2 separate regions of the Sus scrofa genome follow, and region 1 is linked to region 2. Evidence: chromatin contacts called from public Hi-C data. All regions are on one chromosome and are shown on one strand. The core of a region is the stretch at or near the end of the contact, and the rest is flanking DNA. Distances in the headings are between cores, read along the strand shown. Region 1 overlaps PROSER3 (proline and serine-rich protein 3). Region 2 holds the start of COX6B (COX6B protein).

The links. A called contact is a pair of places that touch in the nucleus more often than the background predicts.
Region 1: a Hi-C map of liver shows a contact between it and region 2, with 2.5 times the contacts expected there. The contact joins the enhancer-like site here to the promoter of COX6B in region 2. A contact is called at or near these places in 3 of 47 Hi-C or Micro-C datasets (embryonic fibroblasts, epiblast stem cells and liver) and 2 of 2 datasets of contacts at active chromatin or transcription factors (alveolar macrophages and skeletal muscle).

What each region holds. Positions count from the first base shown.
Region 1 is chr6:45,189,610-45,195,844 of Sscrofa11.1, forward strand. PROSER3 (proline and serine-rich protein 3) reads left to right here. Exons shown (of 12, transcript XM_021097124.1): 8 at 3,646-3,821; 9 at 3,936-4,923; 10 at 5,019-5,100; 11 at 5,259-5,358; 12 at 5,360-5,443. The coding sequence ends at 5,401. Among named protein-coding and RNA genes, the nearest start is that of ARHGAP33, 5.9 kb to the right of the region's middle. Within about 2 kb of position 4,807, at least 56 of the 83 cell types and tissues checked have an H3K27ac peak or open chromatin away from gene starts, as enhancers often do. A contact at or near this core is called in alveolar macrophages, embryonic fibroblasts, epiblast stem cells and 2 more, where this site is marked.
Region 2 is chr6:45,089,907-45,096,162 of Sscrofa11.1, forward strand. It overlaps COX6B (COX6B protein), which reads left to right and starts at 2,026. Exons shown (of 4, transcript NM_001097497.2): 1 at 2,026-2,077; 2 at 3,748-3,923; 3 at 5,761-5,861. The coding sequence starts at 3,818.

The DNA.
Region 1 (6,235 bases), core at 3,557-6,056, 100 kb after region 2:
GAACTGGGGAGGCCAGGACGAGGGCAGTCTGGGTGCAGATTCCAGCTCTGCAGCTTACCAGCTTTGTGACCTTGGGCCTCTCTGGGCCTTGTTTCCCCAACCATCAAACAGGGATGGTAACTGTCGTCTGCTGTGGGTGTTGTGAAGGTTAAATGAGTTGGTGAATACATGGAGCACTTAGCACGGCTCTGTTAACAATAGCTCAGGAGTTCCCGTCATGGCTCAGTGGAAACGAATCTGACTAGCATCCATGAGGATGTAGGTTCGATCCCTGGCCTCACTCAGTGGGATGAGGATCCAGCGTTGCCATGAGCTGTGGTATAAGTTGCAGACGTGGCTCGGATCTGGCGTTGCTGTGACTGTGGCATAGGCCAGTGGCTACAACTCCCATTAAACCCCTAGCCTGGGAACCTCCGTATGCTGCAGGGGTGGACCTGAAAAAACAAACAAAAAAGTGACAGTAGCTCAGATGCGTATGCAGGTTCTCTCTCTGCATCCTGTCTGCAGTTCTGAATGAGAAGCTCCAAAATCAGAAGGTTTTTTTTCAAATTTGGCACCACCCCTACCTAATTCACTAGCAAAATTTGGCCTAAACAGTATGAAGAATATTTATGTATCTGTCCATTTAGGGTGAATATTCATATTTTTTAATTGAGGTACAGTTGATTTACAATATTAGTTTCAGATGTACAACATAGTAGTTCAAAATTTTTATAGATCTTACATCATTTAAAGTTATTATAAGAGTTCCTACAGTAGGGCAGTGGTTAAGAATCTGGCATTGTCTCTCGGGCTATGCAGGTTCGATCCCTGGCCTAGCGCAGTGGGTTAAGGATCCAGCATTGCCCCAGCTGCAGTGTTGATTGCAGCTGAAGCTCAGATTTGTCCCTGGCCCAGGAACTTCCATGTGCCATGGGTGTGGCCAAAGTAATAATAATAATAATAAAGTTATCATAAAATACTAGCTATATTCCCTATGCTGCACAATATATATTTGTAGCTTATTTATTTTATACATAGTAGTTTGTACCTCTTATCCTATATCCCTATATTGCCCCTGTTTCCTCTTTCAACTGGTAACCACTAGTTTGTTTCCTACATCTGTGAGTCAGTTTCTGTTTTGTTATGTTCATTTGTTTGTTTTATTCCATGTCTCATGGGACTCCCATGAGTGGGGACAGGCAAGCACAGAAACCAGAGTGGTGTTTTTGCATGTTGTGTGATCCTACACAAGCATTCTCCTGTCTGATTCTTTGCTCCTTCTAAGTTCCTCTTTTTATTCACCTCTTTCTGAGCCTCAGTTTTCTCACCTATAAAATGGGGATAAAGGGAAAAAAAAAAAAGAGAGAGAGAGAGTTCCCTTCCTGGCTCAGCGGTTAACAAACCCAACTAGGATCTATGAGGTTGCAGTTCAATCCCTGGCCTCACTCAGTGGATTAAGGATCCGGTGTTGCTGTGAGCTGTGGCGTAGGCCAGCAGCTGTAGCTCCTATTCGACCCCTAGCCTGGGAACCTCCATGTGCTTTGGGTGAGGCCCTAAAATAGGGGAAAAAAAAATGGGGATAAGACTGCTACCTACTTCATGAGTTGTTTTGCAGATTAAATGTATTCATCCTTTCACATAAACATTGACTAGCTATTGTATTTGAAGCCTGTAAGCGGGATTGGAGATTCCTTTTTTTTTTTTTTTTTTTCCTTTTTATGGCCACACCTGTAGCATATGGAGGTTCCCAGGCTAGGGGTCAAATCGGAGCTGCAGCTGCTGATCTATGCCACAGCCACAGCAATGCTGGATCCAAGCTGTGTCTGCGACCTACACCACAGCTTGTGGCAATGCCGGATCCTTAATCCACTGTGCGAGGCTAGGGACTGAACCCACATCCTCACGGACATCATGCATTATGTTGGGTTCTTAACCCACTGAGCCACGATGGGAACTCTGGGGATTCCTTAGTGAAGGAACCATGCATGGTCCCACCTTCATGGTCCTCACAGCATAATGAGTGTGGGGGTAGAGAATCACTACATAACTCCACAAACAGATGTGACAGGTAAGCAGAAATTAGGGCCATGCAGAAGAGGACTGTGATGCTGGAGAGTCAGAGAAGGCCTTTCTGGAAGAGATTCTGAGTGGAGACCTGAATGATGAAGATGGGGACAGTAGCCCTCTCGTTTGCACAGAGGACCTGAGGTGGGAGGGGACACGTGGCCGACAGCGGACTAGAAAAGGTGGGAACCAGGGATAAGAGTAGTGCTGGATGAGGTGGAAGAGATTGGCAAGGGTCAGATTACACGGGGGCCACGTAGACGCCTGAGGCATTTGGTCATTATCTCCTGGGGCACCACGGGAGGGTTCTGAGCATGCAGGGGACATGATCTTTATTGGGCGTTAACAGACTCCCTGTGGCTGCTCTCAGCACGGAGTGGGAGATAGATGCTGGTAGTTTGGCTTGAGCCAGAGCCTGAGGAGCAGGGTAGAAGGGAGTGGGCAGGTTTGGAAGTAGAACCACAGGATGGAGAGGGGAGGGGAGGAGAGGTCCCAGATGATTCCCCCTCCCAACCCCCTTCTCTGTGCAGCATTAGTGGGTAGGGCTTCTGAGAGACCACGGTGGGTGTCTTGATCATGACTGATGAAATAATCTCTGGATGATGGGGAATGATGTCTGCCCCACGGGACTGAGGACAGACAGTGACCCTGGCCCCTTAGTCTGAATCCCCAGCACAAGGCCAGGCCCTGGGATGGAGCACCAGAAACAGTTCATTTTGCGTTTGTGACACAGGTACTGACCCCAGGCCGTTCTTGACATTGGGGATATGGTAATGGCTAGACAGGCAAAAACTGCTGCCCTTGCAATGCTGGCAGTTGTGGAGGGAGCGATGAAATAAGCAGAGAACTATCATTAGTAGTTAGCAGGTGCTAAGTGCTAAAGAGAAAAACCGAACAGGAAAGAGGATAGAGAGTGGTAGGGCCGGGGTTGTTGCCATTTTGAGTAGGGTGGCCAAGGGAAGGGCTCTGTCACTAAGAAGGTCATACTCGGGCAGCTATCTGAAGGACTTGAAGTGAACCCTGTGGATACTTGAGGAAAGAGCATTCCAGGTAGTAGGAACCACAGATGCAAAGGGTTTTGCTTTATACCAGGAGACAGGTGCAGCCTGGGGAAAAATCTAACCCAGGAGGGCCTGGATCTGACTCAGGTGTTCACAGGCTCCCTCTGGCTGCAGGTGCGAAGAGTTTGGGAGGACAGGCTAGAAGGGAAATGGGAGGCAGTTGCTGTGGGGTTGGCAGGTGAGGGCAGTAAAGTGGGGAGAAGTGAGCAGATTCTGGAGAATGGGTCTTGGTCACTTCTGTACCTGAGGAGCAGGGTACAGAACCGTGCTTCAGAACAGTGCCTGGTACATAGTCGGAGCTCAATAAATAGCTGTTGATGAATGAAGAATTGAATGATGACAGGTTGAGAAGCCCAGGAGTGCTCTCGTCTCTGATTTGCCCATTTCCCCACTTCCTTGTCTCCCGGAGGAGTTGAGACGTTATCGCGAGAGCTTGTCTGAAGAAATTTCCGGGACCATCGAAGGGAATGTGCTAGGCGGCCCTTGCTCTTCACTTCTGGCCCCAGACTTAAACCTCTTCCCTCTCCTTACTCCAAAGCAACCCCAGCACCTGCCCCTGTCCCTGCTTCAGCACCGGTCTCCTCCCGGGCACCCCTGCGGCCAGAAGATGACATTCTGTACCAGTGGCGGCAGCGGCGGAAGTTGGAACAGGCTCGAGGAAGCCAGGGTGATGGGACCTGGGTGCTGCCCGGGACCCCTGCCCTCACCACTACGGTGAGAGGGGGGAGGGTGGCGCCTGAGAGGGATGGAGAGGGATCCTAAGAAAAGTTGGAAAAGGGGAAGTCTGAGGGGGGACTGAAGACCCTCTACCCTTTCTCTCCCTCTCAGGTCCCCGTCCCCATCAGTCGACAGACTTCTGCTCCTACGGAGACCCTTAGTTCGCTAGGAACCCAGCCTAACTGCCTCCCACTTTGGGGCAGTGTGGCTCCGCCTTTTCCCAAAGAGGCCTTTCCTGTGGAGAGGCCTATTATCCCAGGGTTCTCTCCACCCATCTTTTGGGGCCCCAGTCCCCATGGATTTTTCTGGGCACCGCAGCCCGGTCCCTGGGTATCTCTTGGGGCCACTCCTTCCATGCCCCCAGCCTCCACCACTGCGCCTCCAGCCTCTACCTCGGCTCCCCAGGCCTCCACTTCTACGCCTCCAGCCTCAACCCCCACACCCCCTGCCTCCACCTCTGCGCCCCCTGCCGCCCCCCAAGGCCTGCCCACCCCTGCACCGAGTAGCCCCGCCGAGTCCGAGAGGCAGCGCTCCAAGCCTCGGAGAAGCAGAACCCCAAGCCGGGGTTCTGCTGGGCGAGTTAAGGCAGCTGAAGATGGGCCTGGCCCGCAGCTCAAAGGCGCCCTGGGCCAGGTGGTGGCGGCTCGGCTCTTTCCGGACAGCCTGGAGGACACGCCCCCTCGGCCTGAGGGCCCGCCTCCACCCGAGGCTGAAAGTCGGAAAGTCAAGGCCGCACCCTTTCAGTCCAAGGTTACGTCCCCTCGCCCAGAGGTCACAGCCCCGCTCTCTGAATCATGGTGTCCGCAGGCAGAGACCCCGCCGGCTCGGTCTGAGGCCGAGTCTCAGAACGGCAAGGCCATGCTCCCCCTAGCGGGACCAGTGCCGCGGAAGGACAAAGACACTCCCTGGACGGAAGCTGGCCGTTTGCTACCAAAGGTCCCGCCCCCTCCAGCTGAGGAGGCGGCCACTCGGGTCAAGGCCCCGCCCCCTCCACTCAAGGCCGGGCTGCTTGAAGTTGTAGCCACGCCTTCAACTGCTGCTGGCCACGCCTCCTCAGATCTGCTTTCCCAGGCCGCCAGACTTCTAAAGGCTGCAGAAGGTGAGCTGGAGTTCACCGATGTGCGCGCACGAGGCTGCCGGCTGGGGGGATCTAGATGGTGGTCCGGCCCCTGAATCTCGTTCTTCTCCTCCCAGACTCCGACGGCAGCGAGTTCCAAGACGACCCTGTACTGCAGGTGCTAAGGGTTCAAAGGGCGGAGCTTCGGCAACAGAAAAGGTAACCATCACCAGGACTTAAAACACCGGGCCTCTGAATCCTTTCAGACCCCCAGTTGGTGCCCACCTCTCCTGAGCTCCTGTCCCAGAACCGTACACAGCCCCAGAGCTCAATCCTGAGCAAATGCCTCAGCCTCTACTTCCCTGGCTTTTTTCCAGGAAAGTGGACACACAATTATCCCGCCTGCTGGGCCACACAGAAGACCCAGGGTCTTGGTCTCCTCCAGCCAGGTCACCTCCCGGGGTCCCCAGGAATGCGACTGCAGAGAGAAGGAGACTCTGTTGAGGCCAGACAACTTTGAATTGTACAAATTCTATTTTCCTAATAAATTCTTTTTTCAGGTTACTGGTTACCTCTGAGAAAGGAATTGTTCTGGAAAGGTCAAGGGTCATGCTAATTTAGGGAATGGGTCCCCCCCAGCACACACACACATACCCTAGCTCTGCCCAGCCCTACCTCACCCTAGTTTCTGACCAGTGAAACAAAATCTTTTCTGATTTCATCCTTTTTGAGGACAGGATAGGGGTTCTAGGTAAGACTTTGGGCAAGATTGGGACTCACTTTATCTGACTCTTAAGAATGGATCCTCCTGGAGTTCCTGTTGTGACTCAGCGGTAAGGAACCCAACTAGCATCCATGAGGTCACAGGTTGGATCCCTGGCCTTGCTCAGTGGATTAAGGGTCTGGTGTTGTCATTGCCGTGAGCTGTGGTGTAGGTCACAGACTCAGCTTGAATCTGGCATTGCTGTGGCTGTGGTGTAGGCCAGCAGCTGTAGCTCCAATTCGACCCCTAGCCTGGGAACTTCCATATGCTGTACTGTGGTCCTAGAAAGAAAGAAGGAAGGAAGGAAGGAAGGAAGGAAGGATCCTCCTGGAAGTTACCCTGTGGCTCATCAGGTTAAGGATCCTGTGTGGCCCCAGCTGTGGTCTGTTCTATTCATGACCTAGGAACTTCCCCGTGCTGTGAGTGTGGCCAAAAAAAAAAAAAAAAAAAAAAAAAAAGAAGGGATCCTCTTGTCTCAGATGAGACCAGTGGAACTGCCCTCTGGGTATGAAGCTAGTGGGGTCATCAGAATGTAGAACAGTACTTGGGCCTCCGTCCATATCCTGCTTGGGCCAGCAGCAGCAGCAGCAG
Region 2 (6,256 bases), core at 776-3,275:
AAGATTCCAAAGAGGGCTTACTGTGTACCCTCCCTGTGCCGGGGCCATCAGCGAATTAGACCTGGTGCTTGCCCCCCCAGTCACCTATTCTGTTTTCCTACTTCAAGCTAAGGGCCATAGAACTTAGATCCCAAGGAAAGTCTACCCTGTTCTGGGAACAACTGAGCGCTTAAAGAGAGCCTACTGTAGGCCATGCTGGGGATTCAGTAATGACCAAGACAACCTGGAACCCTGCCCTTAGAGAGTTCACAGTCCAGTGGGGAGACAAAATCATTACCAGATGGCAGGGACAACCCACCGTGGTCAGGGCTGGGATGGGAAACACAGAGGGTGGGGGTGTGGGTGTGGGTTGTTCTCGGGGAAGACTTCCTGGACCAAAAAATAGCTGATATGAGAAGTCAGGTGGGCAAAGAATGTTCCAATGGGAGGAAACAGCATAATCAAAGGCCTGGAGGTAGGCCTCACATCACTATTCAAAGACCAAAAATATCAATGTGACGGAGTCCCGTCATGGCTCAGTGGTTAACGAATCCAACTAGGAACCATGAGATTGCGGATTCAATCCCTGGCCTCGCTCAGTGCATTAAGGATCTGGTGTTGCTGTGAGCTGTGGTGTAGGTCACAGATGCGGCTCAGATCCCACATTGCTGTGGCTCTGGCGTAGGCTGGTGGCTACAGCTCCGATTAGACCCCTAGCCTGGGAACCTCCATATGCTGTGGGAGCGGCCCAAGAAATGGCAAGAAGACAAAAAAAAAAACAAAAAAAGTATATATTTATATATATATATCTCAACGTGGCTGGAGGGAGGACCATGGGTCAGTTCACAAAGGATCTGCGGACAACTATAAATATAATAAAATTCATTGAATTAAAAAAAAAAAGGATCTGTGAACCATATTAAGGAGCCTGGACTTTGTTAGAGGGTTTGGGGGGGGGGTTAAACAAAGAAATTTGGGCTTTAGGAAGATCTCATTGAAAGGGATGAATGCAGGCATGTAAACAAATAATTACAATCCTGATGAACACAGAATGCAGGAGGCCCCCAATCCAGTTAAGCCTGACACTGCCAAGTATTTTATTGGGTGGCTACTTGCTCTCCGTCCCCCATGCAGTTAGGATGGTGTAGGCCTGGTACGCAGCCTCCAAAACATAATGTGCCTTCTAAGGTTTGGGGAAACATGATAATAAGCAGGAAGATGGAGTCTGGGCATTCCTCATATAGGGATGAACGACCCTGGGAGAAAGAATGGCTTGTTTTTAATTCCTTAAGAATGATTTGTTTGCAATCCCCAGTAATTGAATTTCCAATTGGAAGTTCCAATTTTCTTTTCTTTTTTGCTTTTTAGGGCCGCACTGGTGGCATATGGAGATTCCTAGGCTAGAGGTCCAATTGGAGTTGCAACCGCCGTCCTAGCCACAGCCATAGCAACGCAGGATCCAAGCGTTGTCTGTGACCTACACCACAGCTCACCGCAACGCTGGATCCTCAACCCACTGAGCAAGGCCAGGGATCGAATCCGCAACCCCATGGTTCCTAGCTGGATTTTTTTCCTCTGTGCCATAACGGGAACTCCTGGAAATTCCAATTTTCCAATTGACCCAGTAATAATCATAACGAGAATAGGGATTTTTGTGTTTTCTTCAGCTATGCGTCCCAACACTTAATAGAAATATTTGGCACAGAGTAAACGTTCAATAAATGATTATTGCATGAATAAGAGTATTTCCGTTGGGATAGTTTCTCCACAGGGGGACTCTCCCTCCAGGACAGGACCCTGAGCCCTTCTCTCTCGGTAAGGACGGGGAGGAGACGAGACTGCGCCCACGGCTTGGAACCGCTTCAGCTCACGATTGGGCTGGGAGTGAGGACGAACAGGCATTCGGACCAATAGAAGGTCGGAGTTCTCTTGCATGGGCGTGGCCTAAGTGCTTCTGGACCAGCCCAGCCCCGCGGAAGACTCCCTTGTACCGCGTCTCGTCCCGCTTCCGGCCGGTCTTTATTCCGCTTCCGGTCCGACGCCGGCGTCTTTGCTGAGGGTCACATTGAGCTTCCAGCGGTTTCAGGCGCGACTCTAGGTGAGTGTCGAGGCCTCGGGGGCCTGGAATCCCAGCCTGGGGACTCAAGAGTCCGACCCTTGCTTCCCAGGGAATGAGATGAGGTTTCCGGCCGACGGCAGCAGGCCTCCCGGGCCCGGGGGGGTCTCTTCAAGTTAATAGTCGTAGCTAACGATTATTTAGTTTTTCCTCAATGCCTGGAACATTCCAGGCGACTTACATTGATTCATTTAATCCTCCCTCCAGCTCTATGAGGTAGGGCCTGTGATTATCCCTTTTTGACAGGGAGGCAACCGCAGTTCAGACAGTAAGCGGTTTAGCCAGAGGTCAGGATTTGGACCTAGTAGTTTGCACTGCAGGGCTTTTAATCACCAGATGTACCCCCTGTGGTTTGCCTGGGCTGTGGCATGGCTTCTTGGTGTCTGGCGCCTCCACCCCCTTAGACGTTGGAGGGGCCACAGCGGTACTCCCAGTCTACCGCACTCCTGAAATCGGGTGGATCTCGCTTCCAAAATAATTCTTCCGATCGTGTGTGTGTCCCAGCTGCTGGAGTTCCAGATAGCCCCGCTCCCGGAAAGACTCCATTTCGATGGCCCCGATCCCTACCACTACCTTGAGTCGCTTGGATTTAACATCAGTCCACTCACCTCTATGTAATCCCAGGACTTCTCTAATCATCTGGAATAGAGGCAATTTCTTTCAGGTTCCCTGACGAAAACTGTATCACCTCATTAGAAATTCTGTCATAGGTTTTTAACTCTGGGTTCACAGAATCCATAGAATTCAAGGGGTTCTAGTTCTTGAATGGGGGAAATTTTACATCTATATTTTTACTAATCTCTTATTGAAATGTAGCGTTTCCTTCAGTTAGGAGTGGAGGCAGTGGCCATAGTCGTATTAGCATCATTAAAACCACAGGTCATCTTATATCCCATTACAGTTGTAGATGTCACAAAATATCATTTTCATTCCTTTTTTTTAAGGCTGCCCCCAGGGCATATGGAAGTTCCCAAGCTGGGGGGGTGGAATCGGAGCTGCAGCTGCCAGCCTACACCACAGCCATAGCAGCTCAGGATCCTTAACCCACTGAGCAATGCCAGGAATCAAATCCACATCCTCATAGATTCTAGTGGGGTTCGTTACCACTGAGCCACCACGGGGACTCCCTCACTCATGACTATTTCGAAATTGTGTAGTTAAGTCCTCAGCTGCATATAACGGTTTTCTTTGTGATCCTTTGCAACTTCTAAATACATTTAAACATATTCTGAGAAAGGGTTCATTAGATCCCTGGGGAGTTCATGGCAGGGATCAAGATTAAGAACCCCTGCAGTGTAGGTTATGTCAGTGATGGAGTGCAGCTCCACGGCATGTGTGCTCTCTGACCTTGGGATGTCACTTAAACACCCTGTCTCTTTGTGAAACAGTAATAGTAATAGTTCCTGCCTTTTAGAGTGACTGTAGGAATAAAGCATCCTTGCCAATAGTCAGCACTCGGTGAGTGTCAACTAGTGTTATTTTGGGACAGATAAGGCCTGATTTTACCAGAGAGTTGAGCCCCCCACCCCTACCCTGCTGTGACTTCCACACTTTGCGTGTTCTTGCCTGCCTTTCATCTCTGTGTGCATGTTGAAAGGAAGGGGGCCTTGGCCTGGCTTGACTTGGTCACACCCAGCCTGTTCTGCATCCAGCCTCCACTGGGCCTGAGTGGACTGAGAGCCCTACCAGCATCCATTCTCTTTGGCCCCAGGAGTCAGCACTATGGCAGAAGACATCCAGACCAAAATCAAGAACTACCAGACAGCTCCTTTTGACAGCCGCTTCCCCAACCAGAACCAGACCAGGAACTGCTGGCAGAACTACCTGGGTGAGCAGGACATGGGTTGGAGCGGGCGGGGGCAATGTTGACCTTCCCCTGGTCCCACACCTCAAGTCACCTACCTCTTGCCTCCTCCTAGGGGTCCTTCTGCATCCTAGGCCACTTTTATTCTGAACATTCCTACCTTGCAGGGCCCACGCCCCTCCTCACCAGCTGTGTGTTCAAGATCTGGGCCAGTGGCACAAACTTTGGTTCCCGCAATGATTTTGTGTTTTGTTTTGTAAAAAACAAAAGGTTTTTTTTTTTTTTTTTGGCCATGGCATGCAACAGTTTGACGTGGGATATGGGATCGCAGTTCCCAGACCAGGGTTTAAACCCAGGTTGCAGCAGTGAAGCTCTGAGTCCTAACCACTAGACCACCACGAAGCTCCCCCTCGATGGTGTGTGTGTGTGTGTGTGCGCGCGCGTGCGCGTGTGTGCATGCGTGCATGAAATGTACATACATACAGGAGGAACATAAAACATAATGTACAAGTAAATTAATAAACTCGAATTCCCCCATGAAACTGTAATTTGGAAGAAACCTAGATGCTGCCAGCACTCAGAGCTTCCCTGCCTACTGCACTCCCTGTCTTGAAAATAGCGCTCTACCTCCCCACTGAGAGGGCGATCACATTTTGGTTTTATCACCGCTTTTGTCTCTTTGTGAATGTTATAAATACTGTGTGTATTCCTTTGTGTTTGGATTTCTTCAACAGTTTTCAAGATTCATTGATGCTGTGGCATGTATTTTGCTTGCTCTCTCTCTCTCTTTTTTTTTTTTTTTTTTTTTAAGGGCCACCCATGTATATGGAAGCTCAGCCAGGGGTTGAATTGAAGCCACAGCCACAGCAACATGGAATCCAAGCTGCATCTGGGACCTACACTGCAGTTCATGGCAATGCCAAATCCTTAACCCATTGATCAGGGCATCGAACCTGCATCCTCATGAATACTAGTCAGGTTAATTACTGCTGAGCTATAGCAGGAACTCCTATATTTTGCCCATTTTTACTGCTGTACAGTTTTTTGTTTTGTTTTGTCTTTTTGTCTTTTGTTGTTGTTGTTGTTGTTGCTGCTATTTCTTGGGCCGCTCCCGCGGCATATGGAGGTTCCCAGGCTAGGGGTTGAATCGGAGCTGTAGCCACCGGCCTACGCCAGAGCCACAGCAACGCGGGATCCGAGCCGCGTCTGCAACCTACACCACAGCTCACGGCAACGCCGGATCGTTAACCCACTGAGCAAGGGCAGGGACCGAACCCGCAACCTCATGGTTCCTAGTCGGATTCGTTAACCACTGCGCCACGACGGGAACTCCCCTACTGTACAGTTTTATATTTTATTCACAGACACATGGTATCCAGTTTGGGGTTCAAGAATCACGCTTGTATAGACATGCTTATAAATGTAATTTGGTATCCACGTGAATGCTTTTCTCTCTAGGGAGTGTGCCTAGGAGTGTAATACATGGAGTAATTTTTAGATTAATTTTTAGATTAATTTCCTACTGGTTTTAATAAATCAGACCATCCCCCTCATGTCCTCTCTAGGATGCCAGCGTCTCAGCATCAAGCCATTTTTCCCTTTCCTTGCCCCAGTTCTGGACTTGCATAATTTCCACACCTGCCTTTCACGTGGCCCTATCATTCCTGACCCCAGAATTTTCAAATTGAACAGTAGTTCTTTAGCAGCTGCACGTGTAAGGGTATGCTTTCTTTGTGAAACTTGGGGGGTGGGGTGAGGATTGTGCATAACTGGTTGTGAAGTAAAAAGTATTTCTTTGAGTTTTGATCAGAAATGTGTTCCAGCCTTGGTCTAGACTGACCCTGATCCCCTTTCTTCACAGACTTCCACCGCTGTGAGAAAGCAATGACTGCTAAAGGGGGTGACGTCTCCGTGTGCGAATGGTACCGGCGTGTGTACAAGTCTCTCTGCCCCATATCCTGGGTATGTGTCTCCTCCTGGGGCCTTTGGGACACTGGGGTGAGGTCTTAGCAGAGGGGAGTGTGATGACTTGGTGGCAGCTCATCTATGAGAGGCAGAGAGAGGACAAGGCATCACACTGACCATGGACACGGCGGCCTTGTCTTCTTCCTGGAATTGCCTCCCTTTCCTCCTTGCACTGATGCTCAACCAGCCAGGCTCTCAGCCAAGACAACCAGATGTGTCTTGCCCCGGCACTCTACACGGCCCTGTCCCTCTGGAGCTCAGCATCACTATCTTTTGGAATCAATCTTTTTTGGGGCAGGGGGATCCCACCCAAGTCGCTGCAGTGACAGCATAGATCCTTACCCCCACTGAGCTGCAGGAGAACTCTGTCCTTTTTTCATGTGGACATTTCC